Linked DNA regions of Columba livia: region 1 is linked to region 2. A link is a contact called in public Hi-C data. All regions are on one chromosome and are shown on one strand. The core of a region is the stretch at or near the end of the contact, and the rest is flanking DNA. Distances in the headings are between cores, read along the strand shown.

What was found. A called contact is a pair of places that touch in the nucleus more often than the background predicts.
Region 1: a Hi-C map of liver shows a contact between it and region 2, with 2.7 times the contacts expected there. The contact joins the promoter of PRKCD here to the enhancer-like site in region 2. A contact is called at or near these places in 2 of 2 Hi-C or Micro-C datasets (crop and liver).

What each region holds. Positions count from the first base shown.
Region 1 is chr10:6,902,999-6,909,669 of bColLiv1.pat.W.v2, reverse strand. It overlaps PRKCD (protein kinase C delta), which reads right to left and starts at 4,319. Exons shown (of 18, transcript XM_065075153.1): 1 at 4,151-4,319. It overlaps RFT1 (RFT1 homolog), which reads left to right and starts at 4,166. Exons shown (of 20, transcript XM_065075157.1): 1 at 4,166-4,192.
Region 2 is chr10:6,840,384-6,848,111 of bColLiv1.pat.W.v2, reverse strand. It overlaps RFT1 (RFT1 homolog), which reads left to right. Exons shown (of 20, transcript XM_065075157.1): 7 at 1,085-1,193; 8 at 2,498-5,204; 9 at 5,329-5,414; 10 at 5,956-6,072. The coding sequence starts at 5,019. Among named protein-coding and RNA genes, the nearest start is that of PRKCD, 61 kb to the left of the region's middle. Within about 2 kb of position 5,316, at least 3 of the 3 cell types and tissues checked have an H3K27ac peak away from gene starts, as active enhancers do.

The DNA of each region.
Region 1 (6,671 bases), core at 3,070-5,569, 63 kb before region 2:
ATAAATTTTCATTAGAAAATGAGAAAACTTGCACCACTCTCACCAAGGACAGTTTGCGATGCCCCCAGCTTTCTCGTGCCAGATCTCTCATTTCTCACCTTTCCTGGTGTCTGTGGTAACAGGAGCAGTTCCAAGCCACAAAGGCAGCAGAGGCAGCCCACTGCTTCCTACAGAGCAGACTTTGCAAAATTACTCAAATGTCATAAAAAGCTAATGGAATAGCTCTGGCTTAGTGAGGTAATGCCTCCTTAAGAAAAAACTCTCTTAAATGTAGAAGTAACTGCCTTTTAAATGAAAACGTAACACAAACCATTTCAGCGTTATTTTACCAAGGCTGTAAAGAGCTCTCCCAGCCTCATCTCTGTTAATTGCATCTTTGCAAAGCACAGCCAAGATGATGGGGTATGATTACATTTAATGTGCTACCCAAATAGCTCTGAATGGGCACAAGCAGTTATCCTCCTTTCCCTATTCCTGCTCATCCTTTGGCTCCACAAAAAGCTCTGTAGAACCAAATTCTGCACTCAGATTATGCAGGTAAAGGAAGATTCAAATAAAGATGACAAGTTTTGTCACGGAGCAAGGAAAAAATTTTAAAACTATTGAAGCACAAACTGTTTTGGTGGTTTTTATGCAACTTTTGGACAGAACCCAATAACCAGGATGGAGAAGCTGCATTAATGCAAAGATAATTCCTGAGTAAAAAATCACACTACCTTTCTCATCAGCGGATGATTAATAGAGGAATTTGGTTCCTAATGAAGCCAGCCAGCCCCCAGACTCCACTGGTATATCCCTTCTTGTCATCTTTCACATTCAGCTCTGACTCACCTGCAACAAATATTTCAATCTCTAGCCTATCCATTTTTTCCTCCATCCTTTTTAAGTAAGTGTATACTTCATAAATGTAATTTGTGGGATGGTGGACTACGGATACACAACATATTTGTACTGCAGCACAAAAAGACATGCCTGAGTTACCTTTAGTGAATTTCAATACCTGTGTCAATGAACCCAATACAGGCACATACCTCAGCGCTGGAGAACACCTGTGAAGTATTTATACTGTACAGTCCACACTGAGGCTTGTGCCACCACAGCTTCACTGTGGATTAGCTGGACCACAGCAAATTTTGATACATGCACTGGTGCTACAGTCCCACCTCCAGCCCTGGTGAAGCTGTGGAGCCAGAGGTGGTGACAGGGTTCCACTTTTTGGGAGCAGTAGCCGGAGCTGAGCCCCAGCTACAGATGGAAAACACATCCCCAGGGCGCAGGATTTGCTCCTCTGCACAGACAGTGACAGGGACGTCCCTTGAACAGACACCAGTAAGAACGGTTAATTTAAACTGTCAGGCCCTGAAGCATTCAATTTGACATGAACTTTTAATTGTAATGACTGTGGGTTTTAGACAACCAAATAAACTCAGAGGACTGAAAGCTTCTATACTTGTCCCAGGACATCAGTTATTTTAATAAAAGGTGTCCGTTTTCCAGGCTTTATGGTTATTTCCATGAACTATATAGCATCAAACAGCCAAGTTTCCTTTGAAAGAGTCTTCTAAAGATTTCTATTTAACAAAATTAGCTACAAAATTTCACAAGTTTTCTGGTTTAGAAATAGTTTCTAAATTAAAAATAATTCCTTTACAGAGTACCTTTTCAACTATGCTCCACAGTAAAAAAAAAAGTCAAATTTATTATATAACACCTTTTCATCATTCCATTCAATAAGAAAATTTAGACCCTACTGTATAATTATGCCTAATAAAAAGACAGGTTATAATGAATGAAATACAAAATGGAAGAAGTTTGAGAATGAGCTCGTTTCTGGTCAGAACAGTATGAGCACCTTCCTGATCAATTATCTCACACACATACACTGAAATGAATTACTTTACATACTCATAAACCATACATACATCATACTCTGTGTAACAGAGTATCATTTTCTATATTTTTGCATCAGCCACTGAGTGGCAGCAATTCCTTCATAGCATGAAAATGTCAAAGTACTGCTAACTCTTAATTCTTGTATGCCATCTCTAGATTTTCTTATGTTTAGCATTTCACACAACCATACAAATAATGCCTAGAGAAATACTTTGTTATATATTTCACTGTTTAAATTATCAAAGCTTCAACAGTTATGTACTTCATTCTGATAATCATACTTCCTTAGAAGTTTGCTATATTAAATTTTACAAAGAGAGAACTTTCAATAAAACTATGTGGATCAAGGAAATGGGAAATACCAGCATTTAATAATTTCTTTAACTAAAGCACAGACCTGCAATTTACTGTGAAACCCAAGGTGAGGGTGAGAAATTTTAAAAACAAATTATCTAAATCTCTGTTTTGCAGCCTTGTTTCCTTTTTTCCTCAGTATTTGCAGGTTCCCATAGCAGTGTCTTGTGGTGACTGAAATCTATCAGTCCAAAGACAGATATCTAATTTCTTATGACAGCGATTTTCAGGAACTAAAATGAACAGGAAATACTGCATATACGCTTTTTTGAAACGACGTTTATGAATTATTGCTTAACCACTTAAGAAGCACTTCATAGTCTCTTATTCAGAAAGCTGCATTGGTTATATTTGGTTACAGCTTCCTACTTGATCAGTACAATGCCGCATGACTATTTGATAGATAGAAAACCAACAAGGTTGTTTGCTGGCTTATTACACTGATACTAGACTCATGACGGTATGAGGCCAAGGACAATAAAAGCTTTAAAAGAAACTAAACACACAAGTGTATCCAGGACTTTGACAAAGACTATTTGTAGAGATGTTAAATATTGTAACTCAGGCTTTAAACAAGTCTCTAGAACTAGGAAAAGATCTAGCATGAGAACCAACTATCCCACACCTGTCTTGTCTGCATATTCAGTTCTGTCCTCGGAAACACAACTGTCAAGAGATGGGACATGGGGCAACATGGTTGCACTCAAACCTCCTGCAAGAGCTCCAAGGTCCAGATAAACACTCTGCTCTGCACTACTTAAATAATCTAGAAGTGAAGTGGTGCAATAGTCAGAGCCCACGAATAAACAGATGTCAGACGTAACCACGGAATGCCATAATTCAATTATTTTAATACTTCATACCCTAATGCACACAAGGAATTTTATAGCGATGAACTGAAAACTGTTTTTTAAGAGATGCACGCCTGGCATGTTCACAAAAGCAACAGGCATTCCTGCTCCTTCATCTCTCATTGTTTCTCGTCATTCAGCTGGAAACTCGACCGTTCAAAACACCGTGCATTTTATCTGCTACAAACTCTATCATGATGGAGACACAAACAGAGGATCAAGGCGGCTGGGTAAAAACAAAAGTTAGTCTCATCAAACTTGGCATTTCTGCTACAAGGAAACTCCGTGTCTCTGTCAAGCACCACACGGATCTCGTTCCCTCCTCACACGGGGCACAACCCTCTACCCCCGCCAACGCTCCCGCGGTGCCTGCCCGGCCCTCCGGCCGGGGCTCACACACCTTCCCTGCTTAAGGTCGCGCTTCCCCGCGGACCGACCAAGCCGGTCCCATCCCGAGCAGCCCCGAGCTCCCCGACGGGAGGTTTCGGCAGACAAACCCCGCGGCCAGGCCGGCCCCCGCCGCAGCCCCCGGCCCGGGGCGCGGAGCCCAACATGGAGGCGCGCCTGAGGAGGAAGCCCCGCGGCAGCCGGCGCCCCGGGCCCGGAGGCAGCCCCGCCGGGAGGCGCTGCCTGGCCCGCTCGCCCTCCCCTCACATCCGATACGCCGGGACAAACTTCGGAGCGGCGGGCTGAGCCCGCTGGCGGTCGAACCGGGCGCCCGTGTCCCCGCCGGGAGCCCCACGGAAGCCGGCCGGGCCAGAGGGAGCCGGAGCCCGTCTCGCTTCCTCATTCACCCCGGGCCAGGCGAGGCAGGAACTGCCGAGCGGAGAGAGCCTCTGCAGCAGGGGCAGGTACCGGCACTCACCCGCGTCCAGGGAGCCGTCGGGGACCGCGGCCACCACCGACTTTCGGGCGCTGTCCCGAGAAAGCGACTGAGTAAGCGACTAAGGGAGGGAGCGACCGAGTCCCCTCCGCCGCCACGGCCCGGCCCGGCCCGGCCTCCCTGCGCTCGCTCCGCCCACGGGGGGCGCAGCTGCGGGCCGCGCGCTCACCTGCTGCCCCGCCCCGGAGGTGCTGAGGAGACGCCGATGGAGGTGGTGGTGCTGCCTCCTCACCCGGGGGGGAGGTGGTGGTTGGTGGTGCTCCGTCACTTCGCCGCCCGGCGCGGTCCCTTCCCCTCCCTTTTTTGGCTTCCCCTCTCACGTTCGAGGCCGCTGCGTGTGGAAACGCCTCAGCCTTCGCCTCCGCGGCAGCCCGCGGAGCCCTGGGCTGGCCGGGCGCCAGCGCCGCGTACCTTGGCGGGCGGTTTGGCCGGAGGGCCCCGCCGCTCCCTGGCGCGACGCCGAGGTGGGGAGGCCGTGGCTGCAGCGGTGTTGGTGCTGCAAGCTCTGGGCCGCGATTGAGACGAGGAAGTTACTTACTTAAGGTTTTTTGTTTTGGTTTGGTTTTCGGTTTTTGTTTTGGTTTGGTGTGGTTTGGTTTTTTTTTTTTTTTTTTGAGTGTGTGTGTTTTGGTTCGTTTTTTGGTCTACTTGTCGTCGAGACATGAAGAGCATCTGGGTTTCTGGGTTTGAGGAGCTGAAGCTCAGCTGTTGAGCAGTGAGAGTGTGTCCCTGCTCAGTGGGCAGCAACACCCGAGTTTCATCACCTGTCTGCCATGCTTTCTCTTATAGGCTTTTGTTTCAGGTGTTCTGTGGTGGCTTAGAAGCCATAGATGTTGCTTTAATAGTGGGGCCAAAGCTGGCCAGGCTGTAGCTCTGGGAGCGCTGCTGTCAACTCAGCCACCCCAGAAGTGGATTAAGTTAGAAGCCTTCGCAGGGCCCTCAGGGCCCTGGCCAGGGCTTTGCCCCAGTTTGTGCTCTGCTCTGACTAAAGGAATTTTGTTTTTCCTTTAAGCCTTCAGTACTGCAATTGTCAGTGTTAAAATGAGATGGTTTAGGGATGGGTTGCAGCACAGGAACAAGTGAAGTCTAAGAACCAAAGAAAACGCTGCAATACTACTGTAGGAAATCCAAAGCAGACCTTTGTCATAATTTTTTAACTCTTACAGGTCAGGTGTAGTTACTCTCATGTTTTCATCTTAAATGCTCTCATTCTGTCCTAGCTGAAAACAGTGATGAAGTGCCCAGTGGTTATTTGTGCCTCTGTGGTGACTGTGGGTGTTTCTCCAGGCAGGTGCCAGCCCATGGTGTAAAGCTGAAGCTGTTGGAGCGATGCTGGGGACTGTGACCTGGCTGTTAGATGGCTGCAGAGTGATCTGTAAAAAGCCATATTCCAGCTGGTTGGTGTCCAGCTTCTTTCCAGAGCATTTCACTGGATATTTGTAAAGTAATGTTTAAGTTTCTCAGCTGACATCAAAACTGAAAGGCTCTAATGTGCATATAAATTAGTCTTGTCAATAGTTTCTTTATGTATGGGGAGTTTAATTTGAAGTAACTTAATTTAAAACAAAATTGCCATCAGTTGAGAGCTCTAGTTGATATAATCAATGGAGCAGAGTCGTCTTGGCTCATTTCCTTTTTACGTCTGCTGCAAATTAAACCATGTAGTATTTTGCACAAATATATGTTCTTATGCATATTTAAATGTATCTTTTTTTTTTTTCAAATTGGAAAATATAAATAATATTTTCCTGTTTGGGACAGGATATCATCTGGCTAACTGTAATGCCATCATAAACTGCATGAGGACCCTCCTTTAAAATTATATAGATTGTTTTTAATGGTGAAATCTGAGGAACTTTATATGCATGAGCAATTCATGAGTGATTTGTTATAAAAGCAAAACTAAAACTAGTTTGAATGAAGGGGAAAAAAGCAGAAGCTAACTGTGGCAAAGCAGTTTTCCCCATTTCAATACTTCCAGTGAAGTTTGGCAAAACAGAAAGTGCTTTAAAATGCATTTCATTTAACTTCATGTTCTTTGGGTGTTTCATGGAATGTAAGTGGCTAGAGAGAGTCCATTTTGGTTTGTGACCTTACCATATAATGTTGCAGCAAGCCATTTGTTAACTACTGTTGCATTTCAGTTATTTAGAGCATCACTTTAGTCCAAGTCTTTCTGAAACAAATAGTCTTTCCACATTTGGACTGTGCAGATTTTGTAAAGCCTAAGGAGGTTTGTGTCTTATGTCTTTGTTCGGTCAGTCAATGGGTTCAAGTTGAATTAGGACTGAGTAAACACATAAACATTTGATCCACAGGAAATAAAATGGAGAATCATCTCAACGGAAATGTGGCTTTAGAAATTTAAGGTGTTTCCTGGTACTGAGACTTTCTTGCTGACTATTTTCTGTAATTTTGCTTTTAAAACACAGCAGTGCAAAATGCGTGGTAATGCTCTTACATTTGGAGATTGTCTTTCATCAGAATAGATTCTGATGCAGCTCAGGAGAATTTATTAACACATTTTAGAGGCAGTAGAGTTGAGCAGGAGATGAAAATCTGTTCTTACTGAACAGCTTTTAGCAGTGCTCTGTTTCAGCTTCTAGGTAAATGGTAAGGCATTCTTGATTTAATTGAGAGTACAGTGTAACTATTGGAAAACAAAAGATCATCACATAAACAGGGATGTG
Region 2 (7,728 bases), core at 4,067-6,566:
ACATTTTTCCTCAAGGGAGGTAGCCTGCAGTTTATGGAAAGATTTCATATTGCAAAGATGCCAACCTTTAGCTAGCAGAGATTTTTCAAGTGCAAGTGCTCACAGCTGCAAAATCTGTTTCTGTAACTTCACTATAGCTATTATGCTCCAGAAAACTTCTGTAATGCATTAGTCAGCACGAGAGCTGCAGCAGCAAGTATAACTGTGAAGTTACAGGATGCATACATATATAACTGTCAAGTTACAGAATCCATAGGAAGAAGGAAAAAGGTACATGATTGGCCTCAGCATCTACTCGTCACCACCCTTATAATTTGGGTTTGTAGGTTAGAATTTGAGATGTACTACTCCCCAGAAACAGTAATTATCATAGTGATAGTTGAAGTTGCATATATCTGGCTTGAACGCTAAATGAAGGCAGTTAATATTTTTACAAGGTAAAGGAAACAATCCACAAGAGAACTTCTTATTCATGATTATTGTTGACATTATGAACTTTACAAAAAAGATGTTCTGTTATAGTTTTATCATTTGATATCTTGATAGGCTTTCAAGAAAGTGTTGGCCTTCCATACACTTAATACATAAAATCTTTCAGTAAATAGAAGTTGAATTTAAAAGTGAAATTGATAAGGCAGCAAAACCAGTTGGTCAAATTACATCTAAACTGCATTGAAGGCCAACGCACTTTGAAAACATGTGAGGCAAAATTAACACACTACAAAGTCAAAGGCTACTCTGGAAAGCTGAGACAGTGCATTTTTTCAAATGTATTAATTGCAAATCACAGGAAAAAACCACTCCTTTGCATTCTTCAAGAAGCCCCTTTATTCTTCCATCTTAAAGAAAGGAGGTAAATTAAATCCTTGCTGAACTAATAATGCAGCTAGGGGGGGAAGGCAAATTTTTGTTTAACCATTTAACGTGCAGAGAGATTAACTCAGTCTGGGAGGCCTGGGGAAAGTAATCTGAAGAGCCCTGTGGGACACTTTGGTTGGAGGGAAGAGGAGCTGGCACAGTAGTAACTCCATGTGGGTCCCTTGCTCATGAATGGATTGTGAGTCTCTTCTCTTTCTTCCTGCAGTTCTGCACCGAATTGGAAGTTTGATGTCCTCAGGCCCAAGTACCTCCCTGATGTGAGAGGAGAGCTCACAGGAGGGAAGAAAGCTTAAGGAGATTTAGCGCCTAGTCTGGTAAGTCTCCATGTGACTCCTTGCTTTGACCCCAACCTCACAGTTATTTCTGCAAAGGAACAAGCTTCATAAGATCAGGAACTAAAAAGACAGATCTCTTCTATGCATTACTTTTAAAAAGAAACAAAGAAAATGAAAACCAGGCTTAACATAATTTGTCCTGTGCTGGCGCAAGGCTTCTGAGCCCTATAGGGAAACTATTTTACCACCCCAGGAATGAGGTGTTTGGTCCTCATTAATGAAATGACAAACTTGTAGCAGAGGCAGAGCAGTTTTGCTAAGCATCATGCGCTCTATAAAGTGTGGGGGTGTTGAGACAGTTGAGCTCTGCAGAGCCACGACTGCACAGCTCCAGCTCTGCTCATCTCCTTCACTGGAATCCACACGTGCAGCCGTGAGGCAGAATCATGCTGTGGGCCCGAGGGATGGGAGGAGGAGTGTGTATCCATCTTCTAACGTGGTCGGTGCTGTCGGGAGGGCCTGCAGCCCTCCGAGCTGCTCCTTCCAGCTGCAGAAGCGCAGAGCGGCGTTTGGCTGCTCCCTCTGGGTGTTGGGATCTTGCGTGGTCTCTGTGCACTGGATCAACGGAGAGGATGCCATGGAGGGGGGAAGGTTACTCAGCCAGCACCAGGGTTTTTGAGTATTTGTTTTGCTTGTTTCTAAAATTGGTCCTGACTGCAAAGCTAAAAGCTTTTACAGCAGCTGCAGAAATCTACAGTCTCTAGCTCACAGCCTGGTCTGTCATTTTGTGTTGTGTCTTGCACTATTCTAGGAGGAATCAAGCAGCAGGAGAGAACCTTGCCTATGATCTCATAGCACAGTTGGTTTTCTAACTTGATTCCTCAAGGCACCGTTAAAGGAAAGGAAACCCACAAAAAAAAAAAAAGATATTAAAATATATTACCAACTCTAAAGTGCAGTATTGATTTGGGTTAATAAAATGAAAATTTGCTATTGATCCTTTTGATTTGCTTTACTGATTTGATTTGCTTCTGCTATGAGATCTTTGTTTTAGAACAGATGAGAAGTCACAACTGATGAGGCTTGATTCAAGGTCTAACTGCTAATTTTATAGATTCCTGCTTCCTAGTCTTGCTTTGTCATTAATTTGGGAATTTTTGTCCTGAAGGAAATTAGCTATAATATTTCAGCTGAAGATTATTTCACTTCTGAGGAAGTGACATTATGGAAGGTCTCTAACTGCTCTTAACGGGCTTTAAATTTTCTGTGCTACTATCAGTTTATATAAAGTTTGTAATTTGAAGTCAAAGTCCACCTTTCCTCTTGAAATACTTTGTTAACAGGGTAATGAAATACAGAATCTCAAGTGGAACACAGTTACTGGGTACCATGACACACAAGATTTTTAGTTTAGAAAGTCTGAAGAAACAGTCTCAACTCATTCTAAGGTCTGTATATACAACTGTCTGGTCTTTTTGGACTAGCTTAATTTTGGAGTAGACTGAAGAGGTTCTCTCTGCCATAGAGGTTCCACATACCTCTAGTAATAACAGTGTGTTCTGTGCTGGAGGAACAGCCAGCCTAGTTCAGTTGCAGATGCAGCCTGACTCTGGAAGTAAAGACCTTTGTAGTAGTTAGTTTCTCTTACCTCCTTTGCTGCTAAGGAAAGTCAACTCTTAGTAGAGTGTGCTGCCACAAACAGGACAGCCAAAAGGGGTTGTGGTGAGAGGATGCAGGAACGTTCTAAGTGAGCATTGCCTGCTGTAGGAATTGGAGAGCAGTTGTTTTGACTGTGTATTCTTGTGAAGCTTCAATAACTTGGTCCTTCTTTAAGTTATATCTATTCTCAAATTATGTTTTTTTTTTTTTTTTTAAAAAGACATTTTTTTGCCAGCTCAATTGTTTAGCCTGCTCACACACAGTTGTGAATAAAATCAAGATGGGTCAATTTGTAAGTTTGAAATGCGGCTCTTATGATGGTTTCGACTTGTGACGTGCCACATTACTATTATGAGTTGGCCTATTCTAACTGTTATTCTGACGTAACCTGCAGTGGAATCTGAAAGATGCTACTGGAGTGAAAATCCTCAGTTTCAGTGTAACCTGGAGCATGTGCTGGGCGGCCAGAGCAGTGTCTCGCTGCCTCGAAGGCCGTTTGCCATCTAGTGGCTTAGATGCATTAGTGCCAAAAGGGTGTAAGTGGAAAAGCCGGTTCCTATTAAAACCAGTTGAAGTTAGTTGTTTCTCCTCTTTTTCCACCTCTCCAAGTTTTGTAGTTGTTTCTAGTTCAGCTTTATGAGGTGACAAGTCAAACTGTCCAACAAATCGTTGCTAGTTTTCATTTTTGCCAATGACAGATGCCTGAAAATGTCGGACTGTTGCCTCCAGTTACCACACTAGTTTGTCCTGGTTTATTCCTTGAAGGTTTCTACTTTTTTGTCATAAAAATGTTTGTATATCTGTAGAGAGAAAAACATGAATCCTTACAGTAGCGTTGATAGATGCTGCAGCTTTAAGCTCCTCAGATGTCCCTGTGCAGCATATCTGGTAGTTTGTGATGGGTTTTAATCCACACAGTTCAGCCACCCCTATTGACATCAGCACAAGCCATAAGGTACTCTTCATTTCTGCTGCCACCATTACTGCCACTAAGAAAAGCCCTGAGCCTGAGTTGGAACAACTTTTTTAATTGCCTTTTCCATTTGAGAACTGGAAAACTGCCTGAAGAAGAGGGGCGGGGGTGATGTTTCCCTCTGGCTAGAACACCTTTCTATAACCCCAAATCTCTGAGGTCTCTTCCTGTCTCTGCAATTACCAGCACAGATCAGTTTCTTCTCTCTGTCCCCATCTCCTCATCTTTATGATGGGATAATAATATCTTTTTGTTAGATTTGTCAAGTTAGGTGCTCCAAATATTAGCATCACACTTAAAAGAATTCATAGGGTATTCTCCTCTGCCATGTACATCCACATCTATACATCACTTCCAGGTTGCTTGAAGACTCTTATCTAGAAAAATGACCGAAGGAAAAAAATCTGAAAAACTTCACTTGAACGTGTAAGGAATGAAGTGGTGGGTGTGATGCCTCAGAGGTGGAGAACATTGATGTGGTGATGCCTTCTTTGCTTGAGCTTGAAGAATTTTGGTTGGTTTAGTTTTTCAAGATCCTGGTATAAACTATTGCTGTTCATATTCTGTCACGAAGTGGTAATCAAGTAAGGCTCAGACATGAGGTTTTTAGTTTAACTGTAGCATTGCTGTGTGACCCCTGAGCAAAAAAATATTACTGTGCTTTTGAAGGGAATGTTCTGTAACATAGAAAGATACAATCTCTTTATATATTGCTGCTTAAATAATAACCTGAAATAGTCTGGAACTATTGTGCTAATTTACACCGAGTCTGAAGTCTTACCTGTTTGGAAGGCTTAAAGTCAGTGTATTATTATATTCAAGCCTGTTGATGCAACTTAAGTTGCATCTTTTCTATTTAAGGGCACTTTTATTTTTTTGAGGTGAGATGCTTTCTTCTTGCAGCAGTGAGGGTGTTGTACCTCACTTTTGGTTGTATTTCTCCTTAACTTAGGGGAAGACTGGTGGGTTTACCCTCAGTTTAGAAAAGAACTGGTGAAACTCGCATGGAGATTTTTCAGAGATCTCTGGAAAACAGCGCTTGTCAGAAAATGCTATGTAATACGATGTACTTTCTCATAAGCCAGGGTGCCGTTTTTGGGGGTGGTTCTAGCGGAATTCCTGCTTGTGAAGCGGAAAGCTGGCGCTGAACGTTAGTTTTGGCACCTGAGCCGACCCGAGTACTTTGGAAGTTAACCACTTGTATCCGAAGCGTTACTGAGGAGGACACGTTCATGCCGAAGCCGGAGGAGCAGAGCCCGCTCCCGGCGGGCTCCGTGCCCGCGTTCCGCCCGGGGGCCGAGGCGGTCTCGGCCGCGCTGACGCCATCGCGGCGCGACGGCGCCATTTGCTGCCGGCGGGAGCCCATGGACGTGCTGGGCCAGACCACCCGTCTGGCGTCCTCCAGCGCCCTGCTGCAGGTGCGGGCCCGCCCCGGGCCGCCTCCCTCCTCCTCACCCTTCTCCTCCTCCTCCACGGGGCCTGGCGGGAGCCGCCTCGGCCCCGCTCGGCCCGCAGGAGTTTCCCGTGCGGCTTCCCCCACAGGTGCTGTTCCGGGCGGTCACGTTCGGGCTGAACGCCTTCACCCTGCGCTACCTGTCCAGGGAGCTGCTCGGCGTGGTCAACGTCAGGTGGGGAGGCGGCTGCAGGCCCCCGGGCCCGGAGCCCCGGGGGGCTTCTGCTCTCGGTGTTTGGTGTAGGAGCTCGGGGTCTGTGCTCTGCATGGCGTGTCGCTAATAACGCTTTGCTTAACGCTGGTTAATTTACTGTTAAGTGTTTTAGAGTGTTTATCGGTTGAATGCCTGTGAGTTTGTTTTGGCCTGAAACAGAGCAGTTGCTGGCCTATATTCTGTGTTAAACCATCAGCTTGTTGAGGAAAAGCTGGGCATGGTTGTGTATTGCATGCTGTTGCTATATAATAAATTTTGCAAATGCTTTTTTGGTTTATAACATGCTTCAAGTATTTTTTCCATTGGAATAATTGCATGTAACTTCTTCCCTCCTGTTTTAGGAGATGGTGATAACTTACCTCTTAGCCCCATGTTTGCTTCACATACTTGTTTGGCTTGTTTGTCAGGCAGTCCTTCATAAAAACCGCCAGTGATGCTACTGCATGAAGGATTTCAGAAGTAGTATGTAATGAAATACTTTTTTGTACTTTACCTCCTTTAGGCTGACTCTGCTGTATTCAACAGTTGTCTTCCTGGCCAGGGAGGCATTTCGCAGAGCGTGTTTGAGTGGAAGTACAAAGCAGAACTGGACCAAAACAATTAATCTATTGTGGCTGACGTAAGATACCTTTAAAAATTTACTTACTTAGAACTTCTGTCTAATTCTTGTCTGAGTGCTCACAAAATTAGAGCAGGTATTTATTTACTGAGGTAAGTATTTTAGCATTGGCCATTTAGTAGCCTCAGGCATGTTTTGGGACTAATGCAGGATGCTGGGCAGGTCTGTTGTTTTAGCACTTATGGACTTGATCTCTTTTAGGAGCACATGGGAAAGTGTTCTTAGGAGCCATTTGTTCTGTCATCTTGCCTGGAGTTTCATTTTTGTTGTAGCTGTTAAAGGAAAATCCTCTTGCACAAATACATAGTCCTTTACTTTTTTTTCCCCTCTGTCTGCTCAGTCTTGCACCTTTATTACTTGATTGTATTTGTGAAGCTGCTTTAGAGATTTTTTTTTTCCTCAAACTCTTTTCTCTGGGCGTCTTAAGCCATGATGCAGTATAATGGCATGGAAACATAAATGTTTGTCTTGGATAAGAGGGGCGTGAAAGGGTGAAAGAAAGGATTGGAATTAAACAGGAAGCAAACAGGACTACTTCTTTCAGCTGCAGTGCCGTTTATAGGACAAAGTGGATAGCTTAGAGTCTGTGTGAAGCTGCAGCCAGAGGGTGTAATTGTACATTGCAGCTAAGTGGATTTTATGACTTGTTTCTCCCTTCTGGTTCCTGGACCTGCTTCCCTGCCACTTATGCTCTGTCAGATCTCACAGCTGTGCAGCCACAATTAGGTGGGTTGAAAAGTAAGTTTACCTGTCTGATGTGGTGGAAAACCACCTCTGCGTGAAAACCCAGCTCACCTTCTCTGGAACTGCACAGCTGTTAATTAGATCTGGCCCTGGTTGTGCATCGTTATCTGCATCCAGGCACAAAGAAGCAGGATTATCCCTTCCAGAGACAGGCTTAATACTAGTATTTTTAAAAGCATTAGATCTGTTCTCTTCACTGTTATTACAATCAGTTTGCTGTTATTTGGCAGCCTTTCAAGTGAACATTAAATGATAATCAACGACTGTTTGCAACTTTATATTTTTTTTTCTTATAGAGAAGTATAACTTTAAAAGAAGATTAAAGCTCTTGAAGGATCTGAAATACACCTTAGGAGCTCGATTTCAAATACCTTAGGGATCTGATAATGGGAGGGGTGAAATAGATCCTGCCACAATGATCTAAAACTTCCTGCACTCTGCCAGAAGCGTGTGTTCCTGTGGCAGGGTCAACAGAAGGTAATGCCCGTCTGCACCGCTGTGCTCAGCGTGGCTTTTTAGCTGCAGTCGCTAATCAAAGTGGCTCTGAGCTACCACGGAGTGCTGTGAGCTGGCGTACCGGAGGTGCAGGCGTGCGTTTCCTTCCGCTCACTCTGCTCTCTGGAGAGCCAGTGATTTCTGAAGGAGTGAGACGAGCAGTTGGAGCGGTGGCATCTTCTGTTTCAGCAAGATCCAGCGAAACCTGTCTGCCAAACCCTTGGTAACCACAGGCTACACAAATGGCAGCAGTGAGGGGTTTGCAGTATTCTGTCAGCTGATATGGGGTCAGAGTTGTTCATTCCTAGGGAACAAGAAATGCAGATAGTTGACCTTATGTTAGATTCTTGAGTAGAAAATCAGCAAGTCAGTAAAATGTTTTCCTTGTCTTGCAAAAGAATACCTTAAAAATGTGTG